2 separate regions of the Zea mays genome follow, and region 2 is linked to region 1. Evidence: chromatin contacts called from public Hi-C data. All regions are on one chromosome and are shown on one strand. Each heading gives the region's core, a stretch centred on a gene start, on an enhancer-like site or on the middle of the called end of the contact. The rest is flanking DNA. Distances are from core to core; before and after follow the strand shown.

Region 1 (6,077 bases), core at 1,443-3,942:
GCAGTGTTGCAGTGAGGCAGTCGGCCTCCATTCCAATCTCCATCCACATCCACTGCTCCACACGCCTCTAGGGTGATAGACTCTAACTAGCTGTAAGCACTAAGCAGTAAAACTCTTCTCAACTTCTTTTTTATTACTAGTGATTGTAGTGAGCGAGCTAAATACTAGATTGTTCAAGTGGTATAAAATTTTGCATTCATTAGTTATATTGTTATATTGTATCTCTCATTTTATACAAATAATTAACTTGCAATGTGTAGGTTCAAATTTAAGTGCTAATGTTGATGAAGTTATTAGAGGCGAGAAAGGACCAAATCACCTCTAATTAGGTACCTTTATATTTTTTCAAGTTTATTGTATTTTTAGATACTGAATTGAGGTAAAATATTTTAGTCTATGTTTTTGGTATATTTTGTTTTAGCGTTATATTTAGCCGTACAATATTTTAGGGTTACCTTCATATTTTATAGTGGCCCGGGGCGTTAGTTTTATAGAGCTCCGCCACTGGTTCTAAACATCGACAACATGAACGAAGATATGAGAAGGATCCACATGTTAGCCGTTAAATGGTTAAGCAAAGAATTAAAACTGGATGAACGAGGGAACGAGGAAAGCGAGGCGGACAAGTAGTTTTTATATGAATTTTGTAGTTTTATTTGTTTTTAAAAATTTGTTGTATTTTATGAAGTTTGTTTAATTTATATAGTTTTATTTTTGTAACGAGAATGTTTTTTTTATGTTGGGACAGATGGAGTATAGTAGATAACACACTACACACTAGTGAATAGATAGGTATAAACTCGGTGCATAGCTGTCATCCCTGCTACTGATTCAATGCCATGAACAAACGATTGGCACATGATTTGCATGCACATATGGTCCAGCAGAGACTCCAAGTATGACCGTAGCACAGTAGTAACACTGTGTCATCAATTCGGTGCCGGCCAGTTAACTATGAGCAGACGACGATCCAATTGCCCATGCATCGCCCAGCTCTCACAGCACCGTCAGATCAAAGATCGTGCGGCCTACACGAGCCTGCCGGTTGATCATTTAAATAAGCTGCATTGATGGACCGTGGTCCTTGTGAATGATGCCGTCTGAATTTAGGTCTGTTGGATCTGATCTGAACATGCATGGGCGGGCTACTGGAGCAATATAAAAGAAAAATGGTCTAAAACTTGTAATACGTATATCTGAATTCATATCTGTTTCTAACGTGATATGATTTTCCTTATTCAAATTCATTGTTCTTATAATATTTCTTTATCCAATTTTAGATCCGTATTTAACAAAAAAATATAGAATATTCCACATTTATCCGCATCCGCGAAGAACAAGTATAACATATCTGTTTAATTTTTTTATCTCTATAACTAGTGACTAATTATTTCATTTCAATATTATTAATGATGCATTAAAACCATTTATATTGTATCTGTATGTAATTTTTAATATTAATTTAATACTATTAATGATACATAAATATTAAATTAATTTTAGTATTTTTATAATGCATTTTAAACCTAATATATTTTGTTGCAAATTATTTAATAATTTTTTATGTCAATTAATTTATATAATTTATAATTTTATGATAAACATTATATAAATAATGATTGATTGATTGAAAAATTATATATATATATATAATGAGTTATTCTTGGTTATGTTGTATACCAACATACTTTATTCTCTAATAATTATCAAAATTGATAAATCAAAATGTCTACTTGTTGCCTACCATCTTTTATTTAATACCATCCATTATAATTTAGTTCACTTCTACATTGGAGATCATTAGAAGGGCATTCTGATTTTATTTCACTTTGGTTATTGACGAACTTAGTAGAAAATTTTCTATTCATCTATGTAAAATTTAACAATATGCACTTTGAGTTGAATCGAGTAAATATCCAAATAGAAATCCGAATTTGAGACATTTGTTTTGTATTCATATTCAAAAAGATCAGCATCCATATTTGAATCCGAACTAAAATATGGTAAAATATGACATTCAGACCCAGTTTCATGTGAGTCCAATTTTTTTTTCTATCCCTAACTACGACTCACATGGATGCCCGTGGCCGCCGCCAAGTTTGGGTGGTTTGGTTGGTTGCATGTTACCTGAGAGACTTACAGCCACATTTTTCTTTGAGCTGCCTCACTTGTTTTCTACAATTTTTCTTTGGACCACTTGCTTGCTGCTGCTGCTGCTGGTGGGGTAGAATCGAAGTAGAAGGTTCTGATTCAGCCACATTGCCAACTGCACATTCGTGCATTGATGCATGGAGATGATTGACAGGTTGGCACGGAGTGTGATGGTTTTCAATAAGGAGAAGCTCATTTTATTTTTATTTTTAACTCCACAGAGATGCATGTTAGCATAAGAAAACAAAAGTTTGAGGTTTCATAGTAGTAGCAACATATTGTTCATCTGGAAGTAATTATATATTATTGCAAATCATTTCTAAGTTTAGTGGCAGCAAAAATAGAAGACAAACAAAAGAATCATCATGCTGGTTTCTTTACCCAAACAAACAAGACACGCAAGTTGCATGGAAAAACTGCGGTCTGCGGCTAGCTAGCTGTTGGCCTGTTGCATAAACTTGTTATTCACCGCTCTCCTTTGGGCCGCCATCGCATTGCTGGACGAATTCTTGGTCGCTTGGGCCACCTACTGGGCTTGTACGTATATCAGGCCTGTGAAAAAAAGGCATCGGAATATATACTTGGCCAACCCAAATCAGAGGTCAACGTGTACTGCTCAAGTTTTTATGGCTTGTTTGGTTGGCTGTATGGTTGAGCCTGTCTCGTATCTAGTGAGTCGATCTCTGACTAGACACATGCAACTTCTTGTGTTTGGTTGTCTTCATGCGATCAGCCTGGTTTATGAGAAATGTTGTTTGATTGCCGGTATGAATATTTGTTGTATGAGTTAAAAATGTTATTAAATAAATGAAAATTGTATTAGTAGACAATAATTATATGTTAAAATTATTTAATAGACACTAACTACATGTTAATAAACACTAATTATATACTAATCTTAATCACGTATTTTTTTAATTTAAAGTGAACATAGCATGTGTGGTCTAGTTTCGTTTCTAAAAATATTAGAAACACAGATATGAAATCGGTTCGGTAATTAAATCTTTTAATTACAAGATATAACAGAAAAACCAACAAAATCAACATCTCGATTTGCGTGCCTGAGTAAACAGCCGGCTCACCCTAGCCTGGCCGCGCGCGTGCGACCGCTCCTGGCGTTCCCGCCGGGCCTGACTCGCGGCGCTTTAAGGTTCGTGCTAGCCTATCTCTCGCAATACAGCGAACCAAACAAACACTACATTTTGCATATGCAGATACAGTTGCACCAACAGGGAAGGCAACCAAACACATGGTATATGTGCAGCAGTGGATCAAAAATTTTACTACAGGGTATGCCATCTAAATTTTTTATTTATATTCAATTAAAACATTTGATAATTTAGTAACAGTTTTTACATCAAATTACACATTAAATTTTAAATATAAAGATTAAGTTAAAATCATAAATAATAAGTCTTAAAAGTAAGTTAAAAATATCCATAAATTATATTATAATTTATATGACTTTTTAGCTTAGCCTTTCTAAGATATATAATCAATTTCTTAATTATATTATCTTTGTTCACTTAAAAAATATAATACCAAATAATTAAATAAAGTATACTTGTACGGATTAAATCCTCAACCCTCACATGTGATTATACAAATAGTCACATAATATATATCGAGTTGTTGATCAACCTCAATTGTTTTGATGTTGAATAAATCGTAGATCCAGTTATACAAAGGAATATGAATACATTTTAAATTCTAACAATTAAAGTATACATATTTTTATTATGCAAAGAAAAAAAGCAAGAGATTGAATATCCCGATGATTAGATTGGTCGACTTTGAGTCTCGTTTTTGACAGGCAAGGCATCACGTGCGTGTGTAGGGTTCTTCCTTGTCTCTCGACTCTCGAAAGTTTAAGATCCACCATAAAGTTGTTTGGATGTTTTTTTTTGTTTTCGCGAGCTACACCTAACACTTTAGCCTCTAGCAGATTCTCGCGCATCACGTCCGTCAAAGAATCCAAGCGATCGAGCGTTGGAATGTTGTTTTTATAATTATATCGTCCGTCTTACAGGCCATCTAATGTCAGTCGAAGAATCCGAGTGATCGATCATTGGACCATCGATTTTATAATCGTATTGTTCGTCTAATAGACCATCTCAAGATTTTATCAGATAGATTCTTTAGACTATAAGTCTGAATATAAAGGAAGGACAATATGCAAGAGTGTTAGCCCAACATATTTTTATGTTAAATATTTTAAAATAATTTTTATTATATATAGACACAATATGTATACGCTTGGTACATTGGGTAAGCCAGGGCATACCTAGCATACCCCTAGGCACGCCCCTGACTGTGTGCGTCTTCTGTGTGCACTCTAGGAAGAACCAATGCACTCCTTTGAATTAAATTAAGGAACCCGATCTTCTCCACAAGAAATTATATCATTTGCCACTTCCTTGTTTCTATTTGTTCAGCTGTGATCAGAAGGCCAATATGTGCCCTTATGTGTTGAATTTGTGATGAGTAATTATCAAAAGATGATCCACTTTGGTCAAGCTTGGAGACTACACATCACGTGTGGGTGCATGCAACATGTCTCTTTCTTTTGTGTTGGTGTGTGTAAGTATATAGCATAAAGACGGTCTATAGTCATGGAGAAATTGAAGTAGACACATGCCGATGAACTGAGAGCGGTAAAGGACGGACGTGAGGCTTAGGCTATCTCCAACACACATCGCAAACTGCCTCACATGCACATTTTCTGCGTTCATAGTTAACGATTTAGTCTTGATTGTGCCATGAGTCCTAACGGTCTGAATCTATCCATTATAGTCGAATGACTAGTTACACATTGGTCTGATTTTTGTCGAACTACATATCCCAATCCGACATCTTGCATTCAACTCCTTGAGAGTCCACACACTGTTGGTCTAGTCTGATGACCTCTAGCAGACTATAGTATAAGATCCGACGCCTCCTCGTCCTTCACATTGACTAGTGGGCCCACTAGTGAACATTGTCTCTATATCTGGTCAAATTATATCTCGGTTAATGGTTTGATGATCGAGTTCACCGCCTTATCCTTAGTCGGTTCGGTCTGACACCTTCACTATACAATCTGACGCCTCTGGTGAACAGTATGAGTCTAACACGTCTATGAGCATAACTGTACTAGAGTATGGTCCAATGCTTTGATGCTAGGGTCTGATGCCCTATAATGCCTTATGGTTTTGTTTCTCTATGATCTTTGTGTTTAGCTAGGTTTCATCTTGTGTCTTGGACTCTTTCATGATGGTAGATCCTTAATAAGTCTTCTAATGTGTTTCATGAAGCGTTGATAATCTCAATCACCACATTGCCTACTTTTAAGTCCATGTTGTATATACTAAACTATAGAGAAATACACTAGAAAAACATTGTTAGTCCAAATGGTCATATTGATCCTCAAACACCAATACTCTATTTATCAAATGAGCCTTGGTCCATTTTCCTTAGAACAACTTTATTTGCCTCAATGCCAAATTTCATCTCATTTATAGTTGATTTGAGTTAATTTTGCCTTTTGGGAGAAAGTTTTGAGGTGCTAAAAGTGAAAATTCCGGATAGCCTAGATTGTCATCATGGCTAGGCCAGATTTAGGGTGGCCAAGCTGGCCTCTGGGGTAGTTAGGTTGAGTTTTGCATAAGTAACAACCTAGTTTAGAGGGTTTTTCTATTTCAATTCTCTGTTTTTTATTCTTATTTTTTGTGGGTCTTCTCTAGGACCCAATAAGTTTTTCAAGCCATCAAAGTACTAGTTGATTTAGGTTACTTGTATGTGGGCTCTTACTTCACCTTGGTTGGAGTTGAGGGAATCACTTTTGAGTTTTGTTGTGAGTGTTCCTCCGTATTCCCTAGAATATTTGGAAAGTATCCACTCGCTTGTTGGCTCTAGAGCATATCGCTTGAATGTCTCTGTGTTTTGAT
Region 2 (6,322 bases), core at 3,536-6,035, 250 kb after region 1:
CTTTGGTTAACCAATATAATTGTAGTTGTAGCTAGCAAGCAAGCATATTGCACTACTACAGATTTCATTTTTGTGACACGGTTTTTTTTTTCACCACCGGCCGGTTTACTAGAACCGGCGGGCGGAGGCGATAATGCTTCACAATAATCGGTTCAAAAGCCGGTGGGGCGTGTTGACACAAAAAAAACCAGCAATGAAAACCGTGGTGGTATTTATCATCACACTCTAAGGTCTTATTCGGTTACGTTATTATCAAAGAGGATTGAGGGAGACTAAATCATCTTCTATTTAATTTTAACTAGGGAGAAATTTAATCTACTCTAAATCCCTTCAATCCAGATACAACCGAACAAGCCCTAAACAATCGACAAACTAGTGCATGAGTTGTGTGTGTAACTGTGTATACACACAGCCTTGCATATAAACCAGAATTTTCTAAATGTACAGCTTAATTAGCTGTTACAGCAATTGGTTGTGGTGAAGCTACTGCATTTTCCACATGGCACAGGCCATGCATGGTGCATGCTTATGTCATATACAAATAATACAACAATGACTGGGAACTAATACCAGTATGGTACGGCCACAGCTCTTCGTGAAACGACACATGCGATGGAACCAATTCCGACCGGCCGGTTGATCGATCGATGGAGCCGGTTTCGTAGGAACCAGGGATCAATCCCCTCAGCAGCAAGCTTCAGAATAGCATCTCTGAATTGAAACAGGCAGCCAGTCAGGCAGGATCATCCATCGCCTCACTGACCTGCAGCAGCCTTATCTCTGTGTGGCACGGAATATATATATATCAGCCATCCATCCAACTTGCATCTGCATGCATGCATGCGCGCGGCGGCTTTTCTCAGCAGATTGAGCTGCCGCTGCTTTCTGAACCAGCAGCCCAGCCTAGCTGACCTTATCAGATATGAGGCGGCGTTGCGTCGCGTTGCGTTGCGATGCTACGAGCCGACGACGTCGCGTTGCAGTAATCTTCCCTTCCGTCCCTAGAAAACTCTTCCATCAGTGAGCTAAAAAGCTAGCTAGCAATGCAAGGCTAGAACAAAAAGATGCTCCTGTGACACAGCACAGTTGCTATCTACCTGTATGATGCTGCATGCAGGGGCATCTGAAGAAAGTCAGATATATATTATCTGATCTTTTCTCTCTTGTGTTTCTTTTCCAAATTTTTTTTAATACATGACGCAAACATCCGGCACAAGCATGGAGGATTGAATGTTTGGATAGAGAGATTCGTATCCCCTATATCTGCCTTGATAGTACTCGCCTGGAAAAGAAAGCATCAAAGGAGAGAGAGAGAGAGAGAAAGCTAGTGCTCCGTAGAGCAATCTCCATTGCTCTAGAATCCTTTGATTCTTCTTGGTTTGTTTGCTTAGTACTTGACTCCTCAAGTTCACAAGGGGTATTGTGGCTCCTGCCTGCAACTAGTTAGTTTGCCTCTAGGCCAGCCGATCAAGGGGTACTGTGACCATTTCATTCAAGCAAACAAAATTACAGAATTAAATTCGTCAGCAGTTCAATTCAACTGCAATCTGTTCTCAACCATAGTTCAAATTAAAAACTGGCCGAGACATACAAGAGTCAACTTTTAGTAAAAATGATTTTTGTAGTGCTCACTACCGGAAACAACTATTTTGTCGAGTGTCTAAAATTTTTTTGCCGAGTGCCCCATCGTTACCGAGAGTGCCGAGTGCGACGCTCGATAAAGAATTCTTTGCGGAGCGCCCGACAAAATGCACTCGGCAAAGTGCCGAACACTCGGTAAAGAGCTGGATTCCGGTACTGGCTTTCACCTTCTCTACGGAAATCTATATAGGCGTGTGAGGCATGGTACAATTCACATTGTCCTTGTGATTCTATACAATGTGCTTCACAAGGACGTCGTCCAGACCTAACCAAAGAGAGCTACACTGTTGTTATATGCCTTGACGTGCCGACACCTACGAGGATCTTATGCCTTGGTCTGTGCCATCCCATTTGATGTCCAAGTGGTCAACGAATTGGAGTTCAATTTTTTTCCCATAGGCATCACGCTCCTTAGCTCAAACCAAAACGAGACTCGCTTTAGCAGATCCTTACATATCAAAATCTATCCATGCAATGCAAACAATTTGAATTCCACTACGAACACGCATGGCAATTGGGACCAGTTGTTGCCTATAGTTCTATCCCATACGTACCTATGCGATGAGGTCCAAGAGGCTCTGACTCTATCATCCTTTCATCGTCGTCACCTTCAGAGAGAATCCCCTTTGGATGAGCTGTGTTGATATGGATGCTTCTTTCTTTCCATTGTTCTTTTTCAAGATGCATGATGTTTGTTTTTAGTGTAAAAGGCATGAAGTTTTCATAGCCACATTTTGTTTATAGAAGGTGTGTGTAAGAACTCTGAAAATCTCTCACAGCCAAAAAAAACCTAACTTCCAAAAACTTTTTTCAATACCTTGTATGGTGAATATATGCATACAAAATCAAACCTAAATACAATTGCATAACCTTAACTAGATGTGTGAGCATATGCAATAGCACAACATGTGAGTTGCTTCTTACTTGATTCTCTTGACTTTTTAATAAATGATTAATCAACTTTTGCAAACTAATTTGCTATGAATGTGAATGGCTAATAGCACTAGCATGGCTAACTCTATAGGGTTAACCTAGTGGACTACTAGCATACACGTATACAAGTATAGGTGCCAGAGAGAAGAAATAAAAAATAGGAAAAGGAATTATATAATTTAAAAGACAAATAGAAAGAGAAAAGCAGCTAGTTAGCATAGTAGCTAGAGCCTAGGTGGCTGATGCCACGTCTTGCGATCGACAAAATACTGTGGCTCGTCAGCTCCTCGGCTCGTGTCCAGCTCGACTCGGCTAGCTGACGCTACGCCTTGCGCTGAACAAAATATTGTAGCTCGTCAACTCGCTCGGCTTGTGTCTAGCTCGACTCAAATTGTTTTAGTTGTCACAAACCGAGCTAGAATTTAAGCTCAGTTTGTTAACGAGACAGCTCGAGCTAAACTCTATCTAGCTCGTTAGCTTGGACGAGCTAGCATTTATTAGTAAAACAAAGCATCCACTTGTGTTGGATGAACTAATAAACGATGAAATATATTAATTTGGTGTTGAATTGATGTGGTATGCAAAATTGTGAATATATTTACTCATTTTTAGTGTTAATTGGTCTAGAATTAATTATATTATTATATATATGTGCATTTTTTATTGTGGTTCACGAATTAAAATAAGTCATCTTGAGCTTGCAAACGAGCCGAGCCGAGTCGAGCTAGTTTTTAGCTCGATTAACTTAGACTTAGCCGAACCGAGCCGGGCTAGCTGTATATCCATCCCTATCCACGTCTGCCCTCACTCTCCTGCATGCATTGTCGCACGCCCTCCAGCTAGCCCAACTCTAGCAATATGCACAAATCTTATACATCTCTCTCGTAGTTTCATTAACTACAAAAGAGATATAGGTTTTATGAACAAATTTATTTTTATTTTATCGAATGTTCAAAATATAAATTGTACATCATTATACAAATTTGTAGTTGAAAACTTTTTCATTTGAATTAATTTACTGCTTTAAAATGTGATTTTTAAATTGTCTTTGCCTAGTGTTGAAAAAAACACTCAGCAAAAAAGTTCTTTGCCGAGTGTTATATTTTTGACACTCGGCAAAGAAACTCTTTGCCGAGTGTCAAAAAAACACTCGGCAAAGAAACTCTTTGTCGAGTATCAAAAATAAAACACTCGGCAAAGAGCTTCTTCGCCAAATGTTTTCTTTTATCGAGGGTTTTTTGCGTGGCACTCGACAAAAATGCTTCTTTACTGAGTGCCCGAAAAACACTCGGCAAAATATTTGGCACTCGGCAAATAGCCAAATTCCGGTAGTGTTACTTGATTCTCTTGACTTTTTAATAAATGATTAATCAACTTTTGCAAACTAAGTTGCTATGAATGTGAATGGCTAATAGCACTAGCATGGCTCACTCTATAGGGTTAACCTAGTGGACTTACTAGCATGCATATATACACGTATACAAGTATATGTGCTAGAGAGAAGAAATAAAAAATAGGAAAAGGAATTATATAATTTAAAAGACAAATAGAAAGAGAAAAGCAGCTAGTTAGCAGAGTAGCTAGCCTAGGTGGCTGATGACGTGTCTTGCGCTCGACAAAATACTGTGGCTCATCAATTCGCTCTGCTCGTGTCTAGCTTGACTCGGCTCGTTGACGTCGCGCCTTGCGCTGGACAAAATATTGTGGCTCGTCAACTCGCTTGGCTTGTGTCAAGCTCGACTCAAATCGTTTTAGTTGTCACAAACTGAGCTGAAATTTAAGCTCAGTTTGTTAACGAGACAGCTCGAGCTAAACTCGATCCAGCTCGTTAGCTTGGAGGAGCTAGCATTTATTAGTAAAACAAAGCCTCCACTTGTGTTGGATGAACTACTAAACGTTGAAATATATTAATTTGGTGTTGAATTGATGTGGTATGCGAAATTGTGAATATATTTACTCATTTTTAGTGTTAATTGTCTAGAATTAATTAGCAATTGATTATATTATTATATATATGTGTATTTTTTATTGTGGTTCACGAATTAAAATAAGTCATCTTAAGCTTGCAAACGAGCCGAACCGACCTAAGCTAGTTGTTTAGCTCGATTCACTTAAACTTAGTCGAACCGAGTCGAGCTAGCTCTCTATCCACGTCTGCCCTCACTTTCCCGCGTGCATTGTCGCACAGCCCTCCAGCTAGCCCAACTCGTGCCTCGCGCCCCCCACGTAATGGCAGCTGAAGGCGCCACACCTGAATGCACCACCTAGGGCCAGAAGCGTCTGCACCACGCCACACGAATCCAAGAGCGGCCCAACCACCAAGGGGCTTTCGTCTGACGAGTATTGGTTGCTTTAGAATTATAGTAATATAATGCTGCAAACGTCAGTACCGATTTTAATTGGTATATCCATGAGGCATTGGTAACTGTTGAGATGCCCTTAAACAGTACTAACTACTAATATTAAATCATTAGTATCCATTGAACACAACAAGTAAGCATTATTGGTGTATTCAAACGGTACTAATGACTTGTTGGAGACACCAACCGATACTAATGTGTTTTGTAAAATATCTTCCTCCGTGGAGAGGAGTTTTCTTGGCGGCACCATAAGCTTTAAGGAAAGTATGTGATGCTTAACTTTTTTTTCTAAAAAATATTAAGTTTTCACTCATTTAAGTGTATAAATGTAAGCAAATTTATCCTCTCTCATGTAGCATGGTTGAAATAGTTACTTTCTTTGTTTAGATATTTTAAATTATATGGTTGGTTGTATTTGGATCTAAATCAATCTCTAAAGAAATATTATGTAGATTACCGAGGGGGCGTAGAAAATATAGGTTTAATGTATCGTATGATGAAGACTATATAATATTTTTTTGTTTTATCTAGATATTTTAAATTGCATGGTTTGTTTCTAGATCTAGATTTTTAAATTTAGCGAGTTCATCCTCTCATATGAGCATCTCTATAGATGTAATGTATTATTTTAAGTAGATACATATACTATAGTGATTTTCTATTAGACCTTATATCGTTTGAGCTATAATATGTACAGATGTAACATAATTTAGGGGAAAATAGCAATTTTAAGGTTGTATTTACGTTCAAATCAATCGCTAAATAATTATTCTATAGATAATTTGAAGGATTGAAGAAGTGATTAGAGGAGAGTGGATGGGGGCCAATAGAAATCCTTGTATTGCAGCACTCTTGGCTTGATTCCCAAAGTTCAACCCAACACCTAAAGACACAAAAAACTCCAAAAGGGTCAAATCAAGAGCACATTAATCACTTGTTGATTAGATGATCCAAACGTTCATGGGATGATTATAAATCCACTAAACCAAAAAGAATTTGATTTGAACAGTAAAAAGTTAGAGTAAAGACCAAAAAGGAGACCCTTAGAGCAGCGCGACAGTGTCGGCCAAAAATCTGACAGTGACACGCGTGGAGTGGTAGTGTCGTGTGACAAAATTTGCTCTGATTGCCTCCAAATTTTGTAGACAACAAGAATAGAAGAAGGAGAAATGACTTGATAAGTTTGAGCACCAAAATATGAAAACATCTAACCTATATCAAAAAACTCAAACCAAATTGAGGTTTTGTCAAAAGTGCAAATATGTAGAAAACTAGTCCCTGAATTGGATCAACTCATACCAAAGGTTGCAATGATTCTACGAGTGTTTTTAAACCAAAGATCAAACCCAAGACACATCCTAAAATTGCAAAGCCAAGAATTAACTCAA

The links. A called contact is a pair of places that touch in the nucleus more often than the background predicts.
Region 2: a contact with region 1 is called in a Hi-C map of tassel, with 2.5 times the contacts expected there. The contact joins two enhancer-like sites. A contact is called at or near these places in 2 of 25 Hi-C or Micro-C datasets (ear and tassel).

The regions. Positions count from the first base shown.
Region 1 is chr10:25,361,044-25,367,120 of Zm-B73-REFERENCE-NAM-5.0, forward strand. No RefSeq gene overlaps it. Among protein-coding and RNA genes, the nearest start is that of LOC103640963, 10 kb to the right of the region's middle. Within about 2 kb of position 2,693, at least 15 of the 20 cell types and tissues checked have an H3K27ac peak or open chromatin away from gene starts, as enhancers often do. A contact at or near this core is called in ear and tassel, where this site is marked.
Region 2 is chr10:25,604,781-25,611,102 of Zm-B73-REFERENCE-NAM-5.0, forward strand. No RefSeq gene overlaps it. Among protein-coding and RNA genes, the nearest start is that of LOC103648196, 23 kb to the left of the region's middle. Within about 2 kb of position 4,786, at least 12 of the 20 cell types and tissues checked have an H3K27ac peak or open chromatin away from gene starts, as enhancers often do. A contact at or near this core is called in ear and tassel, where this site is marked.